2 separate regions of the Mus musculus genome follow, and region 1 is linked to region 2. A link is a contact called in public promoter capture Hi-C data. All regions are on one chromosome and are shown on one strand. The core of a region is the stretch at or near the end of the contact, and the rest is flanking DNA. Distances in the headings are between cores, read along the strand shown. Region 1 holds the start of Herc6 (hect domain and RLD 6). Region 2 overlaps Ppm1k (protein phosphatase 1K (PP2C domain containing)).

What was found. Promoter capture Hi-C pulls out the DNA fragments that hold promoters and counts their contacts.
Region 1: a contact with region 2 is called in a promoter capture Hi-C map of liver, with 2.0 times the contacts expected there. The contact joins the promoter of Herc6 here to the enhancer-like site in region 2. A contact is called at or near these places in 3 of 39 promoter capture datasets (liver and macrophages), 13 of 484 Hi-C or Micro-C datasets (B cells, the C10 cell line, CD4 T cells and 9 more) and 3 of 9 other capture datasets (adipose tissue, liver and pancreatic islet).

What each region holds. Positions count from the first base shown.
Region 1 is chr6:57,578,222-57,584,586 of GRCm38.p6, forward strand. It overlaps Herc6 (hect domain and RLD 6), which reads left to right and starts at 2,771. Exons shown (of 23, transcript NM_025992.2): 1 at 2,771-3,011; 2 at 4,952-5,111; 3 at 6,329-6,365. The coding sequence starts at 2,816.
Region 2 is chr6:57,508,307-57,515,145 of GRCm38.p6, forward strand. Ppm1k (protein phosphatase 1K (PP2C domain containing)) reads right to left here. Exons shown (of 7, transcript NM_175523.5): 5 at 6,668-6,812; 6 at 5,636-5,770; 7 at 1-2,543. The coding sequence ends at 2,412. Among named protein-coding and RNA genes, the nearest start is that of Ppm1k, 24 kb to the right of the region's middle. Within about 2 kb of position 5,210, at least 24 of the 459 cell types and tissues checked have an H3K27ac peak or open chromatin away from gene starts, as enhancers often do. A contact at or near this core is called in liver and pancreatic islet, where this site is marked.

The DNA.
Region 1 (6,365 bases), core at 1,521-4,020, 67 kb after region 2:
AGCAGTTTAAAGCTAGCCTATAGTGAATGTCACACTAAATGAAGAAAAACTCAACACAATTCCACTAAAATCAGGAACAAGTCAAGGTTGCATACTTTCTTCATATGTATTCAATATAGCATTTGAAGTCTTAGCTAGAACAATAAGACAACTAAAGAGATCAAAGGTATACAAGTTGGAAAGAAGTCAAAATATTTCTATTTGCAGATGATATATAAGTGACCCTAAAAATTCTACCATAGAATTTCTACAACTGATAATTTCAACAAAGTAGCTGGATACAAAATTAACTCATAAAAACATCAGTAACCCCCCTATATACAAATGACAAACAGAGAAAGAAATTCAGGAAATAGTATCCATCACAATAGCCTCAAATAATATAAAGTATTTTGGGGTAAGACTAACCAAACAAGTGGAAGACTTGTATGAGAGAACTTCAAGTCTTTGAAGAAGGAAATTGAAGAAGACATCAGACAATGGATGTCTTCATGCTCATGGATCAGTAGAATTGACATAGTAAAAATGGCCATCCTACCAAAGGCAATCTACAGATTCGATGCAATCTCTATTAAAATTCCAGCACAATTCTTCAAAGAGCTTGAAAGGACAATTTTCTACTTCATATTGAAACACAGACACACACACAATCGATGCTAGCGAAAACAATCCTGCACAATTGAAGAACTTTTGGGGCTCTCAAGTTATACTACAAAGCTATAGCAAGACAAGTAGTATACCATTGGCATAAAAGCAGGCATGTTGATTAATAGAATAGAACTGAACACCCAGAAATAAGTCCACATACTTATAGACATGTGATTTTTGAGAAAGAAGCTAGAAATACAAACTAGAAAATAGAATCTTCAAAAAATGGTGCTGATCAAACTGAATGGCTGCATGTTAAAGAATACTATGAGGAATTTCTTTTCTGATTTTGTTGTCTACTTGGTATTCTGTATATTCGTGTATCTTTTTAACCCAGAGAGGTTAGGCATAGAGGAAGGGACTAGGAAGACACATGGATTTTTTTCTGGGATGGAGAAATAGAAATGGATTTTACTGGTAGAGGAGAGGAAGGCATGAGAATGGGAGGTTCTGGTGGGAAAGAAGAGAGGAAATGGAATTTAGAGAGGCAATGAGAGGAGGAACAGCTAGTATTGAAACTCATTTGAAGAATATGGAAACCTGATGTAGTGGAAACTTCCTAAAATAATGAAGGTGGTCCTATTGAAGTCTCTAAATAATGAGGGAGATGGAACCCCAACTGGCCATGTCTGTCCCAGTGGAAAATTTCAGTCTGGGATTAAGTTTTATCCAGTTGAGTTATTGGTTGAAAGGGTCGCTATGAAATCCTCAAATACTTCAGGCTGTTGCCAAGAAAATAGGTGTCTCTCAACAAACCAACAGCAAGTTTTCATTGCTGAAGTCAATACTCACACAATGCACTGAATGTGGAGTCCCATGTTCTAATGTCTATGACAGGCAAAGGGACTCTGCAGGTTGCTAAAAGAGAAAAGTAAACCAATCCAACCATAAAACCCTTGATCTACAATTTGTCCTGCTTGGAAAATATGCTAGGGCAATGGTGGCACAAACCACGTGGAGTAACCAACTGATTTCAGATTTGACTTAAGGCCTACACCATGAGATGGAAGGAACCCATACCTGACACTGCTCAGGTGACCAAGAACCAGAACCTAGGACAAAACCAAATACTACTGGTCTAAGAAAAACAAAAGGGTAACAATAAAATGACTCAATAATAGTCTGCTAGGCTCATATGGCAGTGCCTTATTCAGCCATCATTAGAGAGGCTTCAACCTGCAGCAGATGGGAATAAACACAGTGACCCACAACCCTTTCAGTGCTGTGTTTGTTTTCAAAGGTGGGGAGGGAGGGAGGGAGAAAGGGAGGGAGGGAGGGAGGGAGGGAGGGAGGGAGAGAGAGAGAGAGAGAGAGAGAGAGAGAGAGAGAGAGAGAGAGAGAGAGAGAGAGAGAGAGAGAGAGCCAGAGAGAGCCAGAGTCACCTTGGAACACACAGCTCTAAAGATGTCTCCCTTAAATTCCTTCAGAGCTCAGCAAACCTGCAAAAGAGTGTTCACTTTTTTTCTGTTGGCTTGTGTAGCTTTGATGTGAAGGTTTTCATTTCTTTACATATCTGGCCCCTGCCCTTACTCTGCAGTTGGATTCAGTTGGACAGCAGCTTCTCCATTGCAGCTCAGTTAGGGTTCATTATTAATTACATCCTTACAGGCTTCCCAGCTTTGGCTTTCTAGGCCTCTTTGAAATTCTCAAAAAAGTTCTGTAACCCCCTGAACATACTCCATAATCTATTTATTATACATATAGGTTTACCATGTGGTGCTTAATGTGTGATCTGAAAATTAATAATCAAGACTGGAATAAAAGAACCCCAGCTAGAATTGCCAAGGAAAGCAGATTCCCTGGGAACTGGTTGCCACTGAAATTGCTACAACTTGTGGATATTGTCACTTAATAAATATTTCACAGACCTAGAAATTTGTCCAGAGCATCAGGACTCACAAGTGGCTTACTCATGATGGAGATACTTTCTTCTTCCCTGTCTTCTCAGATACTCAGTACTGAAAATTCAAGCAGCCAGGTTTCAAAATGACCCTAGAAATGCCTGTGAGAAAGATGTTAGTGGTGTGGGACAAGCAGGCACTTACTGGAAAGAACTATGACGTAAGGGACTGGGCAGTGCCCTTGGGAGGAGTTAGGGAAGCTAGGTCACTTGCTTTTGGGAGCCCATCTGACATACCAGAGCCGCGGGTGGCTGTGCACCGCAGGGATGTATTTCAGCTGGGCTGCAGGAAGCCGGAAGCCTCGGCGCCTGAAGGCGGGAACCAGCGGCATTGAACTCTTGCAGGCAGCCAGCGGGGAACACCACTCGCTCCTACTGTTCAGCAACCACAGGGTGTATTCCTGCGGGGACAACAGCTGGGGACAGCTGGGCCAGAGGAGAGACCAGAGTACCGAAAGGCCAGGTGACTTCCAAGCTCCTGAGCAGGTGCTCAGGACAGTATGTGGGGGCCTCGGGTCCAGGGGACCAGGGGACCAGGGGACCAGGGATACCGGGTGGCTGGACCAGGGATATCAGAAGCTGGAACCCTGTTTTAAGCAGCTTGCATCAACTGGTCAACTCCTAGAGCTCTGGAGTTTGTATTTGTTTCGGTTTCCAATTCCTCTTCATTGAGAAACTGAAAGCAAAAAAGCAAGCTTTCCTCTGGATAGAAAGAAAGTCCCTCCTCCTTACCAAGCTAAGCCTGAGAGAACTTTCTGGAGGGGGTGGGGTGGGGGGAATCTGATTTCCAAACCGAAAAGCTTAGCAATAACTTGGGGCATCTTCTCTCCTAAGGTTTTGTTTTTGTTTTTTGTTTTTTTAAAAAAGTATAATAGCATTTTTCGGCATTAAAGCTGATGTAGGAAAGTACTAAAGAAGCCACCTGTAGGGTCTTGAGAGATGGCTCGGTGGTTAAGAGTTCAGCTCCTGACACTTATGCGGCAGTTTACAACTACCTATAATTACAGTTCCAGAGGATCCTATGCCTCTATGGGTACCAGCACACACATATATGCACACAGTGATGCGCAAGCGCAAGCGCGCGCGCGCACACACACACACACACACACACACACACACACACACACGTAAAAATAATAAAATATTTAAAATTTAAAAAGTCACCTATAATTACACCAAAAGCAACTCTAAGACCATTGCAGCTCCTCGTTTTATCTTCTGCTTATGTATTTAATTTTTATAGGAATTTTGTCATTATGAGTTATTGTAATTGTATCTAAACAAGAAGTTGTGGTTTTACCAAAACATTAATCCACTAGGGGATTTTATATATGATATTGATTCACTTCTAAGTAACTTCAAACTAACTAAAGTTCTAGTTTGTTTTTCTGGTTTTAATTATCTATTTTTGCCACTTTATATGCTAAGCAAGCACTCTACCACTGGACTATTTTACATTCCCATTGACTATATTTGATTATGTGTGTAGAATAATTTGAAGAACTGTGTAGAACACGAAAACTATTCCTCTGTCCCTTTGGATTCAGTTTCTGGAAGCTACAAATTTAACTTGAAAAAAATGAATAGGCAAAAAACAGCATGGGATTTTATTAGTCTTTTACCTAGAGAGTAATTTTTGTGTATATAGGAATTCACAGAAAGTAAAAGAGGTGCTTAGATCCAGGAACTTGTGTACTTAACAAAAGAAAAGAGGTTGGATAATAAATTGTGGGGAACCATCTAAGAAATAATGATAAAGCCCTTGCCAGACACGAATGGGCACCTTTCAGTTTCGTTTCCGTGGGCTGTGAATCTTATTTTGAGCTAGGTTTCAGTTTGCTCAGATAGGAACTCAAGGTGCTCCGACTTTGCCTGCCAAGTTGTGTCCAGGTAGTCCATAAAAACTGCTGTCTTTCCACACATGTATAAACATATTGGGTTTACTTCTTCATGATGTTTAGTAAGAACTTTAGAATTGATTTAACCAACACTGAGGGACACAAAGAATCTGGGTAACTCCCCTCCTCCCTTTTCAGAGGCAATTCCTGTCTTAAACTCCAGACATTTATAATCTTATGGAAGGTTTTTCATTTTCTTTTCTCTTTCTTTTTCTTTTTCCTTTCTTTTTTTCTTTCTTTCTTTCTTTCTTTCTTTCTTTCTTTCTTTCTTTCTTTCTTTCTTTTTCTCTCTCTCCCTTTCTTTCTTTCTTTTTCTCTCTCTCCCTTTCTTTCTTTCTTTCTTTCTTTCTTTCTTTCTTTCTTTCTTTCTTTCTTTCTTTCTTTCTTTCTTCTTTCCTTCCTTCCTTCCCTCCTCTCTCTCTCTCTCTCTCTCTCTCTCTCTCTCTCTCTCTCTCTCTCTCTCTCTCTCTCTCTCTCTCTTTAAAATTTGTTTCTGTTCCCAAAGAACCAATTCAGGCACTGAATGATCTGCATGTTGACCTGGTGAGCTGTGGGAAGGAACACTCTGTGGCTGTCTGCCACAAAGGAAAGGTCTTCGCTTGGGGAGCCGGTTCTGAAGGGCAGCTGGGGATTGGAGAATTTAAGGAAATAAGCTTTATGCCTACGTAAGTATTTCAATTCACTACTTTCCAGTATTTTTAAGTGCTAAGTACTCAAATGCCATGGCACAGAGATTACTAGTGTAAGGGTTAAAATGTGCTGAGAAAAGTGTTCAGGAAATCATGTGTAGAATCAGTTCATTAAATAGAGGGCCATGAAGGAGAGAGTAAGGATGAAATGATATGCGATTCTTAAGTCCTGATATTACTTATTGTAATACAAGTATGGGAGCCCCCTTGAACTTCTACAGTAAATAAATAAATAAATAAATAAATAAATAAATAAATAAATAAATAAAGTATTTTAAACTACAAACTATCAAGATACCAAGGACTAAGAAAGAAATCTTACTTGATTATCTTGTATCTGACTAAAGAAGAGCCTCTCACATTATTTCCCAAATGCTCAAGCTCCTATATGGGAGAATATCCATTACCATTGTGATGGAAAAGGTTAATGGAACATGCTGTCCTCTTCCACTGATGCTCTAAAATGCATAGACCTTTGCTGAGACAGGAGAATCAGAAGTTCAAGGTCATCCTTACCTACATCCTTACCTACATCAGAGACCAGCCAGGCCTATGTGAGACCCGTTCTTACCCTTCTCCCCTTAAAAACTAACTCTAAGTGCCACAAGCAGACACAGACAAACAAAAAACCCAACCCACACCAAAGAAAGACAACAGATGCTAGGGGATTTTGGCTGTGGGCTGTGTGTGGAAGTGAAGATAGTGGATTAAGGAGTGCACAGCAGAGACTCGTGGTTCTTGTCAGGTAGTCAGATGTCTTGTCATTTAGTGATGCAATGGTTAGATGGATGACATTCCTGCTGTTTCCAAACACTACAGCCAGTGAAATGACAGCCATGGGAGTGGCATTAGCAGGGTCGGTGTGGGAAAGAAGACTCTCTGGTCCTTTGAAAAGATATGGGAGGTGCAGAATAGGAAAACCCAATGCTACTGTCTTCAGAGAGGAACAGGGGTGGTCTGTAGTTCTTGGAAGCTGGGAGCAAAACCCTTCTCCTAAATAGCGAAAATCATAAAAAGCAGGAAGGAAAAAAACCAGCTTAACACTTTGGAAAAGTGGTATTCCAGAAGCACAGAATAACATTGTTCGCTGAGATCTGATGTCTCATCTAAAATACTTTTACATGTCTGTAATTTCTTTGATAACTCATCCTAAAGAAGGTTCAACAGATTTCTGTGACTTTTTTTAAATATAGGAAAATAAAAGCTCTGGCTGGCATAAAAATAATCCAA
Region 2 (6,839 bases), core at 3,960-6,459:
AAACAAACACGTTGTTTTCATAACTTTTCAACACCAGACTCAACAAGAAGGCCTTTAAGCTCTGCTAGTCTCCCCATTCTTCCTCGGACAGTGAGCACGTCCTCTACTCTCTTCCGTGTATTTTGTCCCTTGACCTGGGCTCTTGCTATTCAGGATGACTGTGCCCCAGCCTCCCCAGATGTTGGAACTGCACATGTAAGCTAACATGTCTGGAAAAGCATTGTTTCTTTCAACTGACATCCATGAAAAGACCTTAAATTCTTTTTTTTTTAATTTAATTTAATTTTAGTTTTTAAAGATTTATTTATTATTATATGTAAGTACACTGTAGCTGTCTTCAGACACACCAGAAGAGGGAGTCAGATCTTGTTACGGATGGTTGTGAGCCACCATGTGGTTGCTGGGATTTGAACTCTGGACCTTCGGAAGAGCAGTCGGGTGCTCCTAACCACTGAGCCATCTCACCAGCCCCCTTAAATTCTTTATTGAGAACTTATTCTTTATTTCTACTAAATATTTTAAACAAAAGTTAAAGGCAGAAAACATGTCAGACTTGAAGGTATATATATTTCATTATTTTTCCTTTGTTTTCTGCCATAAAATTCCAAGTCACTTTTGACATTTCCTGTTCTTCTCATATCCCATAACTTTATATTCGAATTACCACACAACGATATGTCTGCCTCTGTTCTTTGGTTATCCACATACGTGACACCTAATAAAATGTCTCTTACAGCCATTTGTTGCTGATACTTTGTTCGGGGAGACAAGCTGTGGCTCAGGCTACCGTGGAACTTGCTCTGTAGCTCAGGCTAATTTCAAAGTTACCATCCCGATTCTCTTGTCTCCTCCTTAAGTCCTGAGATTATAGGTAGAGGCCACCAATACTGGCCCCCATATTTATTTGTAATCCATAGTGGTTATCTACCAGTAACAACTGAATCTTTATTACAGAGAATTTGACACTCAATGTTATTGAGTGTCCTTAGAGATAAATATATCAATAATTTACAGCTAGCTGATAAATGCGCCACAAGATTGTTCCCTTTAATTTTATATTACTTCAAAATATACATATATACACTCACTGCACATATACTAAATTTAAATTACCCTGTGAAAATATAGATTAACTACAAGCACACATTCAGGGATTCACAGTTTGACAGTAATTTTATATGCAGGTAAAAAGGAGTGTGGTTTTACACCCCTAATTTACATAGCAAGCTGACATGTTTGAATATCCTTTGTAAAAGATTTTTTTTTCCGCATGAATCTTAGAAATGAGGAAATTGGAGACATAAACCCCAAGCTATGTCTATAGCAGTATAAGTCATTGTAATATTATCTTTACTAACAAAGGCCCCAACTCGCTTACTGTGTGCACAGAAAGTGGTATAAAAACGCTACATACAAACCACACAGCAACAAACTTACACAAGATTGGCACTGTCAGTGTTTCACTTTACAGATTTTGACCAAAGCCTCAGAATATTCTTCTCTGGAGCTTACCGAACAGTTACCAATATATAGCATATTTAACTCCACAAAAATAGAAATGGATGGGGAAGTGCTAAAAATATTTAAAATACACAAGAGAGCTATTTATAAATATGTATACACTTTAGCCATGTATTTTGCAGGGTTAAATTTACTAATAAGTGATCCAGAGTACACTATTCAGTCATAGAGAACCTAGGCTTTATTATAACTCCTAGGTACATTTATTAAAATGTACCTTGTATCCCTTTATCTCTTATATCCCTTGTATCCCTCCCTTGGAATGCCCCCATCTCCTAGGTATATGTTCTCACTCTTCTTGGGAAAAAATATGCTTGTTCTGCTTTAAAAAAAAAAAAATTAAAAGGTACTCAGGAAGCTGACGTTAGGAAGACCATTTGAACCCAGGAGTTCAAGGTCAGCCAGTGAAAACCTGCTTTCTACAGAGAAAGGAAAAAGGAACACTTGCAAATAACACATTGACCAGCTATCAAAATTCAAAAAAAAAAATACCTGTCCAACTGAATAAAGAACAAACTTACTAAAAAGAAACTAAATCTGCCTCTTAGTCTTAAAAACTTAGAAAGCCCCAGATTCAATCTCTAGCCTTACAAAGGAAACACAGATTCATCACTCATCAAATGGACCAAAACCGCTTCTTCTCCCATTCAGCTCAGAGATGCACAGCGGCTTCACAGCTGTGTTATGATGCTTACACTGAGCATGTGCAGTTGACCATAATGATGATGAGGATTTATGAAAATACTACTGGGTATGTGGCTGGTAAGCTTATACTGTTAGGATCGATCAGTCACAATGACACACGGGTACAGGTGGCCTTCTGTGTGTTACCAGTTTCTTGATAAGCCCACTGACACTGCTGCATAGGAACTCCGAGTCTGAGCTGTCGATCAGGCCCATCTCCCACTGGAGGCAAAGCTTCTGCTGAATGAGAAGGTAATTTCAGAGTTCTTGTATTTTCCCCAAGCACCAAAGGGCACCACTACTGCAGTGCTGTTGTCTTCGGTACCGTACTGTATTGCCTGCAGGAGTGGGGAAGAAGAGACAGGCGCTGGAGTCAAGGGACCTTGTGCAATCACACAGCATCCTTTCTCTGGAAGGCCAACTGGTTCTACACACACTTTACGATACAAATGTAACTACCTAACAAGGTTTGGAATGGTTTCACCCTGTAACCATGTGCCATATGGTTATTAAGTGCATATGAATTTCAGATGGTTCAACTATATCCTATGCTCCACTGTAGCAATCTTGGCAATAGAAATTACCTGTGCTCCCAGTGAGGACACACCCAAAGCCCTTAGCATGGTACCAATTATGGGCAAGCCTTAATAAATGCTGATTCTTACCAATGAAACTGCTGGTAGGAGTATAGCCCAAGAAATGGAAGAGATTGGGTGAGGGATAAAAAGGAACAAAATATAGGAACATCTTTGTATGAAAGTGCGGCTAGAAACCTACCACTGTATAAGCTACCTTAACATTTAAAACCTCAGAAATGGGTATGTACAAGGTTATAACAAAAATGTTTTTAATATTCCTTCTTCAATGGGAAAGTGGAAATAAATGAAATTGCCTGCAGCAGGATTATAAATCACTTTTAGGGACCAGTTCACATAGATGAGTGCTGGTCAGCAGTGTTTGGAAGTGCTGAGAGTTCCAGTTAGCATCAAACAAGCCAAAAGATTCTACATCCTCGGGCCAAGACTGCAAAGGAAAGCGTGGGTAAGGATGTCACGGCTTACAAACCAACTGTAAGAAAAAAAAACTTGCTTAAAATGTGTCAAGTACCATTTATACTTAATATACAGTTGTTAAAATAACCATTTAAAATGGTAATAAAATAATAGGCAGAGACAAAAACCAAGAAATACAAATTATGAAAAAACCCATGTTAAAAGTTAGTTCAAGCCGGGCATGGTGGTGCACGCCTTTAATCCCAGCACTTGGGAGGCAGAGGCAGGCAGATTTCTGAGTTCAAGGCCAGCCTGGTCTAAAAAGTGAGTTCCAGGACAGCCAGGGCTATACAGAGAAACCCTGTCTTGAAAAACAACAAACAAAACAAAACAAAAACAAAAAACAAAAGTTAGTTCGATTAACATTAAAAATCCAAAGCTAAACAGTAAAAACCTTTATTTTTCTCAGGACTTTGGGCCTCCCTTACTAGTAGAGTGCTCATCCAGCATTCAAGAGACCATATGTTCAGCTCCCAGTTGCGGAATAAATTTATTCTCACTTCTCAAATTAGCCAGAAAGTTCTCCAAATCTGGAGAGAGAGAGAACCACACGCATAACAACCCCCTACACCTACACCCACGGCCCAAACTGCAAGTACTTTTAAGGGGTTATTTGAAGAGGCTGTTCATCATTTTTTTTTCTTTTCTCTTTTCTTTTCTTTTTAACTGGGGGAGGAGAAAACATGAATTCTCACTGCTACACAGAATAATAGGAACTCTTGTGCTCGAGGCATCCTCCTGTCTCAGGTTCCAGAGTAGCTGGGACTACAGCCATGTGTCACCCATGCCAAGGCTGTTTCCCAAAATTCAAACTAAGAAGGACTGGTGAGATGGCTCAGTGGGTAAAGTGGCCTGCCATCAGGTTGGCTGTCAGGCTGTCCATCAGGCTGTACGTCAAGCTGGAATACCTGAACTCAATGCCTTGGATCCACATGGTGGAAGGAGAAAACCAATTCCTACATGTTGCCCTCTAACCTCCATGACACATACCACAGTATCAGTGTGCACAAAGACATACACATGCGTGCACGCACGCGCGCGCGCGCGCGCGCGCACACACACACACACACACGCGCGCACGTGCGCATGAACTCAGTAACAATTTAACCTAACAAGATAATATCTGAAAAAAGAGACACACACAAATAGATACCATAAAATGTTTGTTTTTTACTTCTATCTAAAAAGGTATCTCTCATCCCTTCTATAAAAGAATAAACACAAATTTCCTTATCGGGAGAACTGTTATGGGACAGAAGTAAGACAGAACATCAGTATATGTTCTTTTTTATTATCATAAATATTTTTACTATCATAAATATTATTAACTGGATAAACTAAAGTACATTTACTTACAAGATCGGTAGCTGAGTTTAAAAAAAAATTATCCATGGACTTGGGCCTATTTCTTCAATTTCATAGGCAGCTTGTTAGTTACTACAAGGTAGACAGCCCAGATGTAAATATAAGGCCAGCATGGGCTACATGAAAATGTCTCCAAAAAAAAAAAGGAAAAAGAAATAGAAAAGAAACTACACCACACACACACACACACACACACACACACGGAGAGAGAGAGACAGATAGACAGACAGGCAGGCAAACAGAGAGAAAGGGACAGACAGACACACACAAATAAATAAAAGTTAAGGAAAGGACTTATGTCTAAATCACAAATATTAGGACTTAAAAGTTTGGGCCAAATCGAATCTCTGAACTCAAAATGTAAATAGTGGAAATGTAACGTAGGTGTTGAGTTAAAACATAATGACTTAAAACCACAATCTATCAGGACAGACTAGAAGTATCTTTTACATGTTCTTTCCTGGTCATTATCCATTTTCAAGTTTTAGCTCTGACTGATAGGAAATGCCATCCATTTACCCTCTTGTACTTTACTGGTCTCTTTCATCACCCACATTGGTAGGCAGAAGTTGACTGTGATTCCACGGCTCACCCTGCTTGTTTACATGGATCAGTACAGTTCCAGGCCAAATATTTGGATTCAGGATCCCTGGCTTGCCTAGGTTTGAGGCTCAGTTTTGTCCTGTGGCCTGGTCTGTCTGGTTTCCCTTTCATTAAAAGCCTGACCTCAGAGGATCACAGTGATGCTGCTTTATGTTAATATATATGAGGAAAATATTACTTTATTACTGTTATAATGATTGCTGTTACTCTCTTTCAAGTTGTGTTCAAAGTTAGAAGGCCCACTCCACATTTCCTTAATGTATGAACTGTCAGCACTTGCTCATGAGAACTATTATGCAATCATGAATCAAATTCACTGTGACACTCCAGCTAAAACACCCTTTGCCGGTGGTGCTGTCCCTAATCCTCTCCTCCCTGGGAATTTCCCACTAGAAGCTCCGCTACGTCACCTGCTCAGTCACCGAATGAGCTGCTTCTTTAGGATCGTGGCACTGGTTGACAAAGTCGCAGATCTCTTGACTATTCACCATGAAGTTAATCCCATCTGTGGTAAGGACCAGGAAACTGTCGTCAGCATGGTAGAGCTGCAACCAGAAGCAAACAAATGTGACTACAAACAAGATCATCCCCTCCAAATGACTCAATAATTGGGAAATTGTATCGATTCTGCAGGGAGTGCTCGTCTGGGTCAGAGTTCATTGGCAAACTGAAAATGTAGCTAAGCATCAACACTACTTGGGATAAACCAAACATTTACCTAGCAGTATCAACAAAGAGCCAGCCAGCCAGACAAATGCTCGATCTAATGGCTGCCTTTATTATTTATTTGACAGGGGTTGGGGGTTGGGAGGCACTTGATATGCTTTAGGTCTTGGTATTGTTTCAATTTATTTCCTTGCAAAATGAGGATAGCTTTTGTATCTCTTTTGAACAGAGGTTGCCACACAGTAAATCTTACATAAGTATTTGTTTCATAAAATAAATGTGAGATATCTTCCTTATGTGGAAATCCTTCCTTCAACTATAAGCATTCATGCCCTGTCATTTGTAAAGTTCCCATTATACTGTGCTGACTTAGGAGCTCTAGAGCAGGAAGCAGCAGGGCATGTACCATGCAGTGGCTAGTTTAGAGTAACAGGCGCTGGGCTGTACATATAAAAGTGGCTGGCTATTGAGCTCAGTGGAGAAGGAAAGTTGAGGATGACTTCCAAGCAGGGATAACAAATCTAAATAACAACTAATCGTTGTCCTTCCTTTCCAAGCAGGCTTTGGGAAAGGAAGGACAACAGGGGCCTTCTACCAGAGGAAAAAAGATTTCACCCTCATCAGGCCAGAAATAAACATCGTATTTTAAGTTTCTTCATAAACTAATATCCCTTTAAAAACATCTTTCCTTCAGGTAATCTTTAAACAGCCAGCGGTGTGAGACAAGTCCTTAGAATTTCTCTGCGCATGACTCAATGCTTCTGATCCTGTCTTACCTTAATCCTTGTTGTCTCAGGTTCTGCAATTACCCCACTGGCTTTAAGATCCAAATCTCCGATACTCCTTGTCATTGCAAGTCTGCCATTTACATGGGGCTGTCCCAAACTATTCCAAGCTACAAACCCACCGAATTTCTTGATCCTAGTTAAGAAAAAGTATTAATAGTAA